Linked DNA regions of Zea mays: region 1 is linked to region 2. A link is a contact called in public Hi-C data. All regions are on one chromosome and are shown on one strand. The core of a region is the stretch at or near the end of the contact, and the rest is flanking DNA. Distances in the headings are between cores, read along the strand shown.

Region 1 (6,114 bases), core at 1,488-3,987, 170 kb after region 2:
GCTAGCTTTGTATCGCTGTTCTCTCTTCTCGATCACAGTGTCACCTCTAACTCAGCATAGTCCACACCACGTAAGCCACATCCTACCTCGACGTCAAGATTTATGACGTTAGCTAGGTGTCACATCGGTTGCCAACTCGACCCGTCTAGCGGAGCAGGCACCTCGGTGCCATGGCTTATGGCGCCGAGTAAAGGTCTAAATCTAGAATTAGTTTTTCCGAAGGTTTAAAACGATAATTTTTTAATAAAAATGGTTAAAATGTAAAAAATTCAGCTCAGCCTCCCACACTCACGCAGCCAACCGCCGTTCTTCAAGGTTGCGTTCCTGGAGCCCGAGCGCACGCGCAAACTTGCCTTCCGCATGCGTTCACCCAACCATGGAATGTGTTGCAGGAGAATCTTTTGCAAGTGCGCGCTTCAAGCTTTATGTGTAGAAGTTTGTCCAAGCCGTTCGTGTGATCTGATAAGGATGTGATGCAAATGCAATTCTCTTCGGGCTTGAGATGGTTGCAGTGTTGAAATTTATTTGTTTCAGTCAGCATCATAGTTTCAGGCACAGGGTTTGCAAGCCTCTTGGATTTTTTTTTTTCTCCATGTACCATCAAATAAAAAGTATAGAGGAGTTGTTTTACCAAACCATTTTGATTTTGTAAAAGACAATGCGTCTATTGAAGAGATACTTCTTTGAAGGAGTTGAAGCCGGAGCCATTTTTCAGAGGAGCCTACAACCTACGAGATTTGAGAACGGATGTAGCGTAGTTTAGCGAGTTGTTCGCTTGGTTTTAATCCGAAATAGATTCTATTATTTTTACAGTATTTTGTCTCTATATATTAGAGCAGTAATAGCAGTACGAATAGCTAGATTTAATATGAAGCGAATTGCCGGTAGAGTTCTTCTACGTCTGAGAGGGAGAGACCGAGAGAGAGTGTGTGTCTAAACATTATTCATCTGAACCGTTGGACGCTTGGAAGTGCTGTAGCTACAGCTCATGTGCCACAGCAGCGATGTTGTAGCGTGCGAGAGAGGCATTGGGGACCAGTAGCAGCAGTACAAGTACGAACGCTGCACCTAAACGGCGGCGGGCAACTTTTTCTTTTTTGGTCTGATGGCCGCACGCGCAGGCGCACCCATGGACAGGGCGGCGTCAGCTCCGCCGTGCTCAGGTCAGCTGAGAGGCGGTGAGGGAAGTAGGGAACAGAACAGCGGAGAGGGCCGGTCGAGGATATGTGTCATAGGGGATGTGCTCTGCAGTACTAGAATATAATAATATAAGTTAATTATCTATTTCTTTCAATCAGCTTAATCTTTTAAGTTGAACTTATTATTATATACAACTTAATATGATATCATAATTAGAAGTCGTAAGTTTGAATCAATTAAAATAGAATAATTATTACTCGCTTCTTTTTTCATGAGGGATAATGTTAAAATATAATATAAGTAATTTATCCATATCTTTTTAGTAGTATAAGATTTTGAATTGAATTAGCTGGTGCATAGTGCATGTAAATTAATATTCGCCGTAAATTGGATTATCCAACGCCAATGCGATAGAAAGAGTCGGATACGCATAAGTACATACATGGAGATCTCCGACGCGACACCGACCGCAACGACCGTGACTCCAGCCAGTATCGGCGGTGGCTGGGCGTGCAGGAGACCGCAAGACACATTGTCGCCCACAAGTTTCCGGACCGCACTTGGGCGGCGCTCGTGGACTCCAACGACTTCCTGCTCTGCGCTCTTTGCTTGCTTGACAGCTGCGCGCCAGCGCCCCTTGTTGCGTCTGAGAAGTCGAGTGCTCCCGGATTTTCATTTCCCCCCACCCCGCCGCGCTCACCGGTCCGTGCCGTGCCGTCCAACCGGATCAGGCCATCCTGTTTGGATCACGATTCCCCCCTCCTCCTGCGGCTCTGTTCCTTGTTCCAACTCTTCTCTTCTCACACGTGTCGTGTTTGGACAATGGGTTCTGGCTTCTGGGACAGCTGCATGCCACGGTAGTATAGCAGCAGCAGCAGAAGCAGTTCGAGTGGCGGCTGCATGCAGGGGTAGGATTCAAAGGAAAATCACTAGGAAGTAGTACAGTACTCCCGAGCATCAGAACCGTCTCTTTTTATGTTACCGTTGTCCCATCCCTGAACCAGTGAACCAAAACAGATCATTTTGACATCAGTTCTAGCCCCATCCATGGTCCATGGACGTTGAATGGGTTCATGTTCATGATGGCCGGGCTAGCCAACGGTAGTGGCTGTTGTTTAAGGATAATCGGTGACCTTGTGACCCAACCCAACCTTGTGCATAGGAATAGGATAGGTCTACTCTTCCCATCCCAATCCATCCATACAGAAAAAGTTTCAGAGCAGGCCGGTGGTGGCCGCCAGTCGCCAGCGTCTCGGGCCCACGCCACGTTGACGCCCGCCATCTCCGGGCACCGCACCGCTCCACAGACGCTCCCCTACCCCGAATCCACTCCGTCCGATCGGGATCCGACGCTCCGCGGAGGGAGGATCCCGAATCCCTCGGCGCAACGTGCTGGGTGGTCCGCTTTGCTTTGCGGGCCGTGGGAGTAGGTGGGGGCCCACTCCGGTCAGGTCGGGCGCATCTGTCCCGTTCCGGTCCGGATCGCACCCTCGCCTCGCCTGCCTGACTTCAGTACTGGCTGGCTCACTGGCTCCGCCGGATCTTCTACTCCAGCCTGCCCGCTCCTCCTCCTCCTCCTCCTCGGTATCCATCCGCTCCCGCCTTCTCATTCCAAAGCTCGCCCCGCGTCGCCGCCCCTCCGCGGATCCTCCCTCCCCTTCCCTCGTGTGCTCCGGCGGCATTCTCCTTCCCGCTGGTAAGGAAACGCACGCCTCGTTCTCTCTGATGGGTTCCACATTTCCGCTTGTTCCGATGCAACCTCGTCCGTATCCACCACTGCCCTCCGCGCCGCCACCGGGAGAAGCTAAGCTGCTCGCATTCTCAGTCCTCACGGGGTTTCAGGTGCCAACTTCCTGTATCTACCAAGTACCAACGCGGCTTATGCGGAAGGAAAATGGCCGGAAACGGTGGGTGCCGTACGGCTGTACCTCATCGTCCGGTGTTGGTTGCCTCTGAGCTGAGGTACCACTTCGAGGTCAAGTTTCGTGTGAAGTGAAGCTGTGGATCGACTAGGTGCCGGTGCCGCCACTCGAGTACTACATATTTGCTAGGCCAATGCGTTTCAGCATGGCCTTTTTGCCTCCCCTAAGAACTGCATTGTTCTTTTTTTAAATTTTTTTTACACTTCGTTCGGGAATTCCAACGCGTGCCTGTTCGCTGCTGTATGTATGCCAAAATTTCGCTTTCGACCATCCTAGTAGTTCGTCCGGTAGTCCCTTTTCTGGTTGATTAACACTGCAGGGCCGTACATGGAAGTCCTCCCAACTCGGTGGACAAGCTTGCACTGGCTAGTCCTGCTGTCTAACTGTCCCGTTGAGTGGAGTTCAAGGCACTCATGTTAGTAGCGCTGCTCGGTTCTCCTGAACTAGCTATTGCTTCCGCGGTGGATTTGGATTCCTGTTCAGTGGACTAGTGCTGGGCAGTACTCCATTGTCATGTGATCCTTTGCGCATCGCATCTCATAAGGGTCGCAGTTTTTATCTGCTAGCACAAGCATTCACCTATGCGTTGTAATTGCTCTTCTGGCTTCCCCGCCTTTTGTCTTCTCTCAGGTTCTGCATTGCAGCTTTATTTTGCTGTTAATTTTAGCTATCCCTTGAATGGCACTTTTAGCTGGGTCCAATTGCTATTTTTTGGTGCACTAATTCTCTCACTTTTGTGCAGCCAGGGTCGAGGATTTCTTGTAGATGACTCGAGCTTCGACTATCGATTTCGGACGGCGGAAGCAGAGCGAGCTCTTCGGCTCAGGGCCACTGCGTCCAGCAAACATCATCAGAAATAAATTCCCCACCTACAAGAATGGTTCGAATGGGATTGTTATCAAATTGGCCGATGGCCCAGAAATGCCATCTCTCAAGGAGGCCGTTGCCAAGGAGGCAACAGATCTGCTTGATAGGTGTCAGCGCCCTTCAGTCCGAGAGCTCACCATGAAATTCGAGAAGGGCTTTAACACAGCTACCTTGCTGTCTAATGAGGTCTGGACACTAGCCGTTTAGTTCCTTGATACCTGTTTAAAATTTGGTCAAGTTGACTTCCCTATTTTTAGATCTGTTTACCGGGCTAGGCCTCCATGTTGTACACATACAAACTCTTTAGCTGTAGTAGCAGACTATATGGTTCTATTAGTACCCCTTCTGTTGTTAGTGTAGTAGCAGACTAGCAGCGTAACTATAAACTGGAGTATTAACACAAGGTGGAAAAATATTCAATTATTGTATATTCCATTTTAATTGCTTTTAACACACAGGCTAAATGGAGACATGCGGCTTTATTGGAGCGGGACATCCTTCTAAAGGATCTTAAAAGTGTGTTGGAATCGCTGAGAGGTCGAGTAGGGGGCAAAAATAAAGATGAAATCGTGGAGTCTCTATCTATGGTTGGTTTCTCGCTTTAAACATAACCAGATCTTGCAACAATGTTGTTATTTTGGTCAATGTTTATTACTTTTGAATTTGACGGCTTGTTTACCTCCTATCATATGTATATATTTAGCTATGTGCTAAATTTATCACTTTTGTAGACACTTTAATAGTTTCAAACTTTCATAGGTGGATATTTTAGCCATTGAGCTATCCAAAAGAGAAGATGAGTTGCTCCGGCAAAAAACAGAGGTCACAAAAATTGCAGACACGCTGAAACTGGTCAGTTCAAATTTCTAGCACCAACTTCATACCTTCATGCTATGATGATCTGAGATAGATGATCATGATCTAATATATGCACCTGATATGTTCCCTTTTTCTTGATATGAGATGTGACCATTAGGATACCAGTACATGTGAGAAGCTAATTTTAGTATCACGGGACATTTAATGTTGATTGTCTGTATATTTTCTTGAGGTAACAGGAGGGATCGGGTCTCTACTGATTAACTATATATTAAAAAGAGGGTAAAAGTTACAAGAACTAAAAAAGAAAGAACAAATTACAACAGGGATTGCGGCCATTCCTAAGGGGCAGTACTTAGATAGATGTCTCCATGTTTTTTGTCCTGTGATATTATTTTCTTATATAGAAGCACACTCAAGCTCTATCCGTTTGATGTTGCATTCTGTTCATTCTTCTCAAGCACTATTATCTTTTTCCGGTCTTGCAAATAGGCTTCTACAGATGCCAAGAGAATTATTGACGAAGAAAGAGCCAATGCTCGGTTGGAGATAGAAAGTGCTAAAGCTTCTGTACAAAAAATTCAATCAGCACTTAAAGAGCAGGAACTTTTTTCTCAAAGAACTGGGAAGCAGGTTAGTGATTTCTAGAGATTGAATAGAGCTCCGCCCCTCTGGTTTCTTCAAAACTATTGCGGCGCCTTCATACTATTCCTAGATCACTTTGAATACATGGGCTAAGATACGAAACCACATCCTCCCTATTTACTTATTTGTGCTAATGTCTTTATTGCCCTCTGATTCTTAGTATTTCTTCTCAACTATCTGTAGACATGTCTTATTATGGAAATTTAAAGTTGCTAGTGAGTATCAACAAAATGCAAATGGTAACCTACAGCATTGATTGTTTACTTATTATCTTAACCATCTACCTGCCCAACTGTGACATCTTACTTTTATCATTTTAGTTCATTTAACTGAAGTTGCTAGCCTTAAACTCTAGATATTAGCTGTTCATATATTTTAAGTGTTGGTGCACTTCATTCAGTCTCCAGATGTTTGTTCTAAGATTTTTTTCCATCTGAGATGTGAATACATGATAACCACTTGCTGCTATTACCTCTTTAGGATGTCGATGAACTGAAGGAAGAAGTTCAAGAAGCACGAAGAGTGAAAATGCTGCATTGCCCAAGCAAGGTAGAATCCAAATATTCGTGTGAAAGTTGAAAATTGCAAGCTGTATTTTAAATAGTTAGCACATTTGTTTGATTACTTATGGAGTTTATGGGGACCAAATATATTTCAAGTCATCTGAATACATGTCTAGGCAATGGACATTGAGAACGAGATCCAAGTTCTGCGTGATCAA
Region 2 (6,747 bases), core at 3,590-6,089:
CTTTCGTATCCTTTCAGGTGCTTGGATGGATGCAGCCCTCTTTCTTGGCATCCTCCTCCCCTTTGACCTCACCTCCCAGCATCGGATGCGCTGTAAAAAAAAGGAAAGGAAAGGCTAAAAAGAAACTCATCAGTTGTAATGCCGTTTTCTTGCATGATCATGAAAGGCACAGTTCTATATATATATATATATTCAGTGACCATGAACACCCAGGTCACGTGTCAGTTCCCGAGATTATACAGCGAAACAATGTCCAGATGCATCTTTAAATGCGTTAGTTGCAACATCTTATTAGTTGGAGTGCTGTTGAGCTCCCAGGCACGGGTACACATCCGGGCCCCAGTTCCAACCTCCCGTCGCCCAGCCTGTGGACACGAGTAGAACCAATCAATGAAAACGATATGCATATCTATCATCACTCTTCATAAAAATTTTTTTGGCATTGTTCAGCACGAGGTCACTCAGGATCAGACCCGTTCAGCCTGCAGCTCATGCATCACTGACAGTCCTGGTTCATACGGAACATGGCCACATACGGCAGGAGCTCCCATTTCAGGCTGCGTCCAAGAAAAGCCGAAAAAACTGTGGCACTGCGCCTATGTGACAAGGTTGTCTCAGGGAGGCCTTGACAAGCTGTCGCAGCAAGCTTACAAATATAGCAAGGAGCCAACAGCAGCAGGCTAGAGAACAAGGCAAAAAATTGGAACCATGCTACATGGGACATGTGTTGAAGGGGGTGCTGAAGGTTTCTTCTGTTCAGTTGGTGCTTACTTACATGCTACTGCACCAAGCACGAAAAACTCATGGTAATCCAGAGCCTTTTACAGAGTTCAGACCAAGCATCTGCAACCCATACATGATGGCACTGCTTTCAGCAACTCCTTGTCACAGGAACTTTCACAGTCTGGTCATCTCACCGATAGATAGATAGATAGTCCGAGAAAGTTGTAGCACGCATCTTACATCTTATATATTAGCTTAAAGGATGGAGCAGTTGAACAGTAGAAAGCCACACCAAATGGGCGCATGAATCAAAGACCATCATCGGCTAATGTTCTTACTGTGGTGCCTCCTCCTCTACAGAGATACAACTGACACAACTCCAGCTCATCATGATGCGGAACTTCGATTTTCCCGCTAAAAGGAAGTTACACAGGACTTCATGACGAATAACCACTCAAGCACTTCGACAAAGGAGAGTCGAAGGACGGACTGTCATTTCAGGGTAATGTCAAATATGACTCCTTCAAGATTCGAGATGGTTGTTCTTGTTCCGTTCACTTCTTCAACACGCATTCCATGCTTTTCAGCTTCCTTGAGTACTAGTGCATCCATGCTAGTCATCAATGAGAAAGAATTAGCTTAATGAAAAGCATGACCAAGTTTGTATTGGAATTAGAACCAACAAAAAATAGAGATAGCCCAATTCCTCCCCTAACTGTCCTGTAATGCAGTCCTTTTTAACAGTACATTCTGGACATACCAAACAATGAGTCTAGAGTACGCAACCAGTTATAGTAGTTGTCAGTAAACGATAATATAAACTACTGCAAGCCAACCAATGTATGCAGTTTGCTCATGAATGCAACTGTAAACTCAATTTTACGCACAAGTGCAATGGACAAACAATTGCAGAATATCTCTGACAGGTAACAAGCTGGGAATGGGTGACATACGAATTGTTTGCCTGTGAACCAGGACTTCTGTTATTGTATATACCATTCTGAAGTAAAAACTTCGCTGCAAAGTACATACCTCTTCCATTTTTAGATCCATGGTTTATGGATTAATATAATGTTTCAGTTAGTTGGAGATGCTATGTACTTCTCCCTGATTTGTTTTCTCTGAGGTACTCAGGCACATGTACTTATAATCACAATTTTCTAATCTAATTGATTTACAAACTTGACAAAAGAGTATTGTCATCTTAGCTACCTTTTTGTGTTAAGTGGACAAGTGGTTCAAAACTCCACGTCTAAAAAAAACTGACCCCTGCAGAAAGCTTCCCCCCAATTTTTTCTTTACGAAAAAAATCTCAAACCACAGGGTCAAGAAAAGGCAACAAATCCAAGATATTAAATAGCTCAGGGATTGCCTTTTGAGTACAGGGAGTTCAACTCCCGACCGTAGGCCCAACACTAACTCCCCTACCACTGCACTATGAACACGTTCTTTTCGAAACACTATGTCATAATGGCATTCTGTTAACTCAAGCAAATATAAATAAATATAACTGGAAAATTATACCAAACCCAAAACATATGAAAAATTGTCACCTATCCTTAATCATGTACTAGACAAAGAAAATTCAACTTAGACATTACAAAAACAACAACTAAGAAGTCAACTGTAATTGATTACAGTTCGGCAATTGAGACAAACACTGAGTTGATCTCTAAAACATGGAAATTATGACGAACAGTATTTGCGGACAGTTTTTATATGCCAAAAAAACCCATCTATTCAAATATAAATGAGAAAAAGACAATAAATAGAGAAAATACATACACTTTAGTTCGGGATACATAAGCCAATATGAATCTGCATTTACCAGCTTGAATACGAACAATCCTCTCTACAGTATCAAAGAGGCAGGAAATGCTAGATTGCTGGAAGCTTTCTGCAAGTCAAGGTCCACAAACTGCAAGGGTTGCTACATATCAAATGAATGGAAGACAAAGGCCAGAGCCTTAAAATAAAAACAGTTAAGTAGGAAAATTTCAAGGATATAAATATCAGCTCCAAGAACAAGATCAAATCCACCAGGATGTTTTTCAATAATACCGCTTAAATGATCTGAGTTTCCCCACTCTAGTTTCTCGGCTGTCAACACTGCAATAGAATTACAATTATAGATCTCATTATGAAACACATTTCAGTTTCTGTGAATGTTGAAGTTAAGGGGTGGCAACCTCTAACCTGCATGTGCATTCTCAGAACATGACTGCAACTCTATATTTTTCTTTATAATCTGCAAAGTCAATCTTCAGTATAAATATGTGTAGCACTTGAATTGAATAATAAGGAATGATGCAAGTATAAAAGGTAACTGCATCATTTATGCTCTACCACCCTTCTAGCACTTCATTCAAGACAGAGACAGTACACTGGACACAAAGGTATGCAGTGACTATTGCCATACAGATTGCCACATGTCCTTGTCTATCTGTTGTAAACTGTATGCATTTATCTAAATAGACAAAATTGCTAAAACGAAAATCTCAATGGTACTTCGTTCTATAATTTCTGTATGAAGCTATGAGGTATCAGTGAATGAATTCCTAAACAATTGAACCTTGCCTCCAGAACTTCATCATTGTGATCAGTCAAGACAACCTCCTTGCAGAAACGGCTACACAATATGCCAGTAATGCCTACAGCAAGTCATAATATAGTCAGCTTTCATACGACCAAAGACTCGAGGGAGCACGACAGTGAATTCTCTCACCAATCCCAGATCCTAGCTCAACTACTGAACATCCCTTCACAATTTCAGGGTGTTGAGATAGGTAGTTGTTCATAAGGACTGCCCCTGGCCACACTAACTGTCCAGTAAGATCAAAATCAGCTGCATCAATCATTAAATTGCCTGTCAGTGGCGCTGCCATGACAAGGAATCAATGAGAACAGGCATCATATACTGCGAGGAATCTACCAACAGAATTAATGCTGTGATGTTGAGGCTTAAATAAAATCATCCATATCATCACAGAACCAGTGGAACGGGACTTTAGAAGCCAAAATTTATCTTTATGTTGACAATTGGCTATAAAAGACAGCATGAAGGGATTGAACAAGACATAACAGTCATCTAGTGACAAGAAATCCTATTATTTGTTTAAACACGAGGAATGTGAGGCTTTTGGTGTCCCCATATAGAGTACTGGAATGACAGGAGGGGTTCTCATACAAGGTAAGGTAAAAGTGGTCCTTCGTCACATGATTCATGATTGTGTAATGAACATCCGACGTTGCTGCTATGAAAGCCAAAATAAGAAAATGAACAAAAACACCTGTCACAACAATATCTCGAGCACCACGACATCGAAACAAGGCAACAGGGCATAGCATATGCATACTACAGGCTCCAGTAACAGCCGATTCAGCAAATGAAACAGCAAGCGCAGAATTTATCACCGATAACTGCATCCACTGTACAAGCACTGCAGGATCAAACAGAACAGTTGTGTTGCCGGTAGCCATACCAGAAATGGGTGAACATATTGAGCAGTAAAATACTGCACTCTATCAACCATACCCAGCGACCCTTATACTAGCTCCCCAGTACCCTGGCCTTGTACTAGCTCACGGGTTTCTTTGGAATTTGTAATAATAGATGGTTTAGTGCAAAACCCTTGCAGCTAAAAAAATACTCCTTAGTTCATGAAGCTAACAAATGATAGTAGAACAACTCCACAACCCATTTTACAAAACAAATCCATTACTGTGCAAGGAACAAATCTATGATGAGTAAGAAGCACTGACTGGAAGCGGCGCGGAGGCAGAGGAGGCGCAACTCGTGGGATCCGAAGGTGAAGGTCGTCATCTCGTAGCTGCCCGCGTCGACAAACCCAGCAAACGAAACCAATCCTCAGCTCTCCACCACGCTAGACCACAGAACGAACCGACGGGTAACGGACGACGCGCATACCTGCGGTCCACGAAGAAGGAAGGATCCAGGCAGACAATGTCGTCCTCCTCTTCCTTCTCCTCCCGCTTCCTCAGGCTTCCGGAGTCCGCCATCGTTCGCCGAATTTCTCCGCGCCGCCGCCGCCGCCGCCGCCGGCAACAAGACTACTGCAGTGGAGGTGCCGCGGTGTCACTCCCAACTCCCAAGCTTAACCCACCTGCTGGATTGGGCCGCTGGATAAATGGTCCGTGGGCTTTCAACGACACATCAATAAGCAGAAGCTCATGCTTAGCGGGCTCCAAAACGCTTGACAGTGGGCCACCTGGATACATGAGGCTCGGCCCAGATCAGTTAACGAGGAACGTTCTAGAGGGCACCCGAGAGGCCGGCGCACGTTGCGTTGGCGCGGCGAACGATCTCAAAGGGGCAGGCTCGTAATTTTTCCGCTGCGCCGGCGTCTGTCCATAAAACCCTAAAACCTCCGGCTGATCGGTTGGTGTTGAGGCGAGTGGAAGCTTCGAGTTTTTTTTTTCTTCCTTTTGGCTTACTGCGCAAGAAGAAGGGTAACAAGAGGACGGCGGCGATGGCGAAGAGGCTGCTCCCATCTCTGAACCGGGTGCTGGTTGAGAAGCTGGTGCAGCCCAAGAAGACCGCCGGCGGCATCCTCCTCCCGGAAACATCCAAGCAGGTAGCACCATCGTCCGCTACGTTGTTTTTTAGTAGTTTAGGGGATTCAGTTTCCGGCGGGACGTTTAGATCATGGTGTCGGGCAAGGTGTTCCGCGCCGTCGCTTGCCGAACTGAAAACGGCTGCAGCAGTTGGGCGATTTGGATCGCTTTTGTAGGTTACCAATAGTTGTAAGCAGCTAAAAATTTCTCACCATGCTTCCTCCCTCTGGTGAATTTATGTATGTTTGGGTTGTGATTAGCTCTATGTTATTCAGATTGCTTGGTTTAGGCTGCCATTCTTAACTTTAGCTATAACAATTTTATCGTTCAAGCAGTCATGTTATGTTTTTTTATTAAGGGTAGATTTATATACTAGAGTACTTGTGAAATACTAGCATGTTTATGGCTACCTGCAGTTCCAAACTGTTCTGTCCCATTGTTTTGACCGCATTGTCTGTGGGATCTCAGTAAGATACATTACTTGCTATTTTCAAGTTTTTACCTGAAAATGTACCTCAGTAAGATACATGACTTGCTATTGTCTGTGGGATCCCATTGATTTCCTGTTTGACGGTATTTCTTGTCTTTCAGAATTCAAATAAGGATTTTACTTATCAATTAGCATTCAATTCAGCACTGTATTTTGGTGTGTTCGACTGGAGAAACTAATTATTGTGGGTGTAGAATCAATTCTCTGCTTGACAATGTTGCTCTTGTTGCAGCTGAATGCTGCTAAAGTGGTGGCTGTTGGCCCTGGTGAGCGCGACAAGGCAGGCAATCTGATCCCAGTTGCTCTGAAGGAAGGTGACACTGTTCTCCTGCCAGAGTATGGTGGAACTGAAGTTAAGCTTGCAGCTGATAAAGAGTAAGAAAACCATTCTTCTCTGTTTCAGTACGTACGTCGTGTTATACTGCTAGTGCATGATTAATTTCTCAATTAGGCACACAATAGAACTGTTGCACTTATAAAAAATGTCTTGCAGCTGTATTATTTGCTGTCCTATGAAATCATCAAAATATATGCTGAACAGGCAAACCCATGATATGATGTGGAATCATGATAGTGACTGTTTTAATTGTGTCAAATGTTGTGTTGGTGATAGGCTGTTTGATACTGCATGTCAACTATGCCTTTTGCGACTTAGAAAAAAAATGATGCATCTTAACCTTTGTTCGCTAACTGGCAACACAATCAGTTGTGGTCGCAAATACCAAGTCAACTGTTTGTTGGATTCTTATCATTGAAGATTGTTTTTTTCCTTCTGTTTAATGCCATTTAACCTCTTCTGAAAAATCTTCAGGTACCTCCTCTTCAGAGAGCACGACATTTTGGGCACACTTGTGGACTGATTCAGAGCATCAGCAAGCCTGTCACTAGTCGTTGGTTCTAGACTTCTAGTGTGAGATGCGTAGTATCAGATTCTGGGATCAAAATCCCTAAGAACTCTG

What was found. A called contact is a pair of places that touch in the nucleus more often than the background predicts.
Region 1: a contact with region 2 is called in a Hi-C map of leaf, with 7 times the contacts expected there. The contact joins the promoter of LOC100216981 here to the promoter of LOC100284298 in region 2. A contact is called at or near these places in 2 of 25 Hi-C or Micro-C datasets (endosperm and leaf).

What each region holds. Positions count from the first base shown.
Region 1 is chr7:178,514,784-178,520,897 of Zm-B73-REFERENCE-NAM-5.0, forward strand. It overlaps LOC100216981 (Stomatal closure-related actin-binding protein 1), which reads left to right and starts at 2,738. Exons shown (of 13, transcript NM_001143360.1): 1 at 2,738-2,836; 2 at 3,805-4,115; 3 at 4,388-4,516; 4 at 4,689-4,781; 5 at 5,241-5,381; 6 at 5,874-5,942; 7 at 6,073-6,114. The coding sequence starts at 3,828.
Region 2 is chr7:178,338,369-178,345,115 of Zm-B73-REFERENCE-NAM-5.0, forward strand. LOC100284298 reads right to left here and starts at 4,840. Exons shown (of 8, transcript NM_001157193.2): 1 at 4,652-4,840; 2 at 4,486-4,553; 3 at 3,449-3,568; 4 at 3,301-3,374; 5 at 2,920-2,971; 6 at 2,731-2,832; 7 at 2,509-2,617; 8 at 389-1,336. The coding sequence starts at 4,743. The coding sequence ends at 1,216. LOC100193174 (chaperonin) reads left to right here and starts at 5,076. Exons shown (of 3, transcript NM_001138329.1): 1 at 5,076-5,318; 2 at 6,021-6,163; 3 at 6,600-6,747. The coding sequence starts at 5,214. The coding sequence ends at 6,648.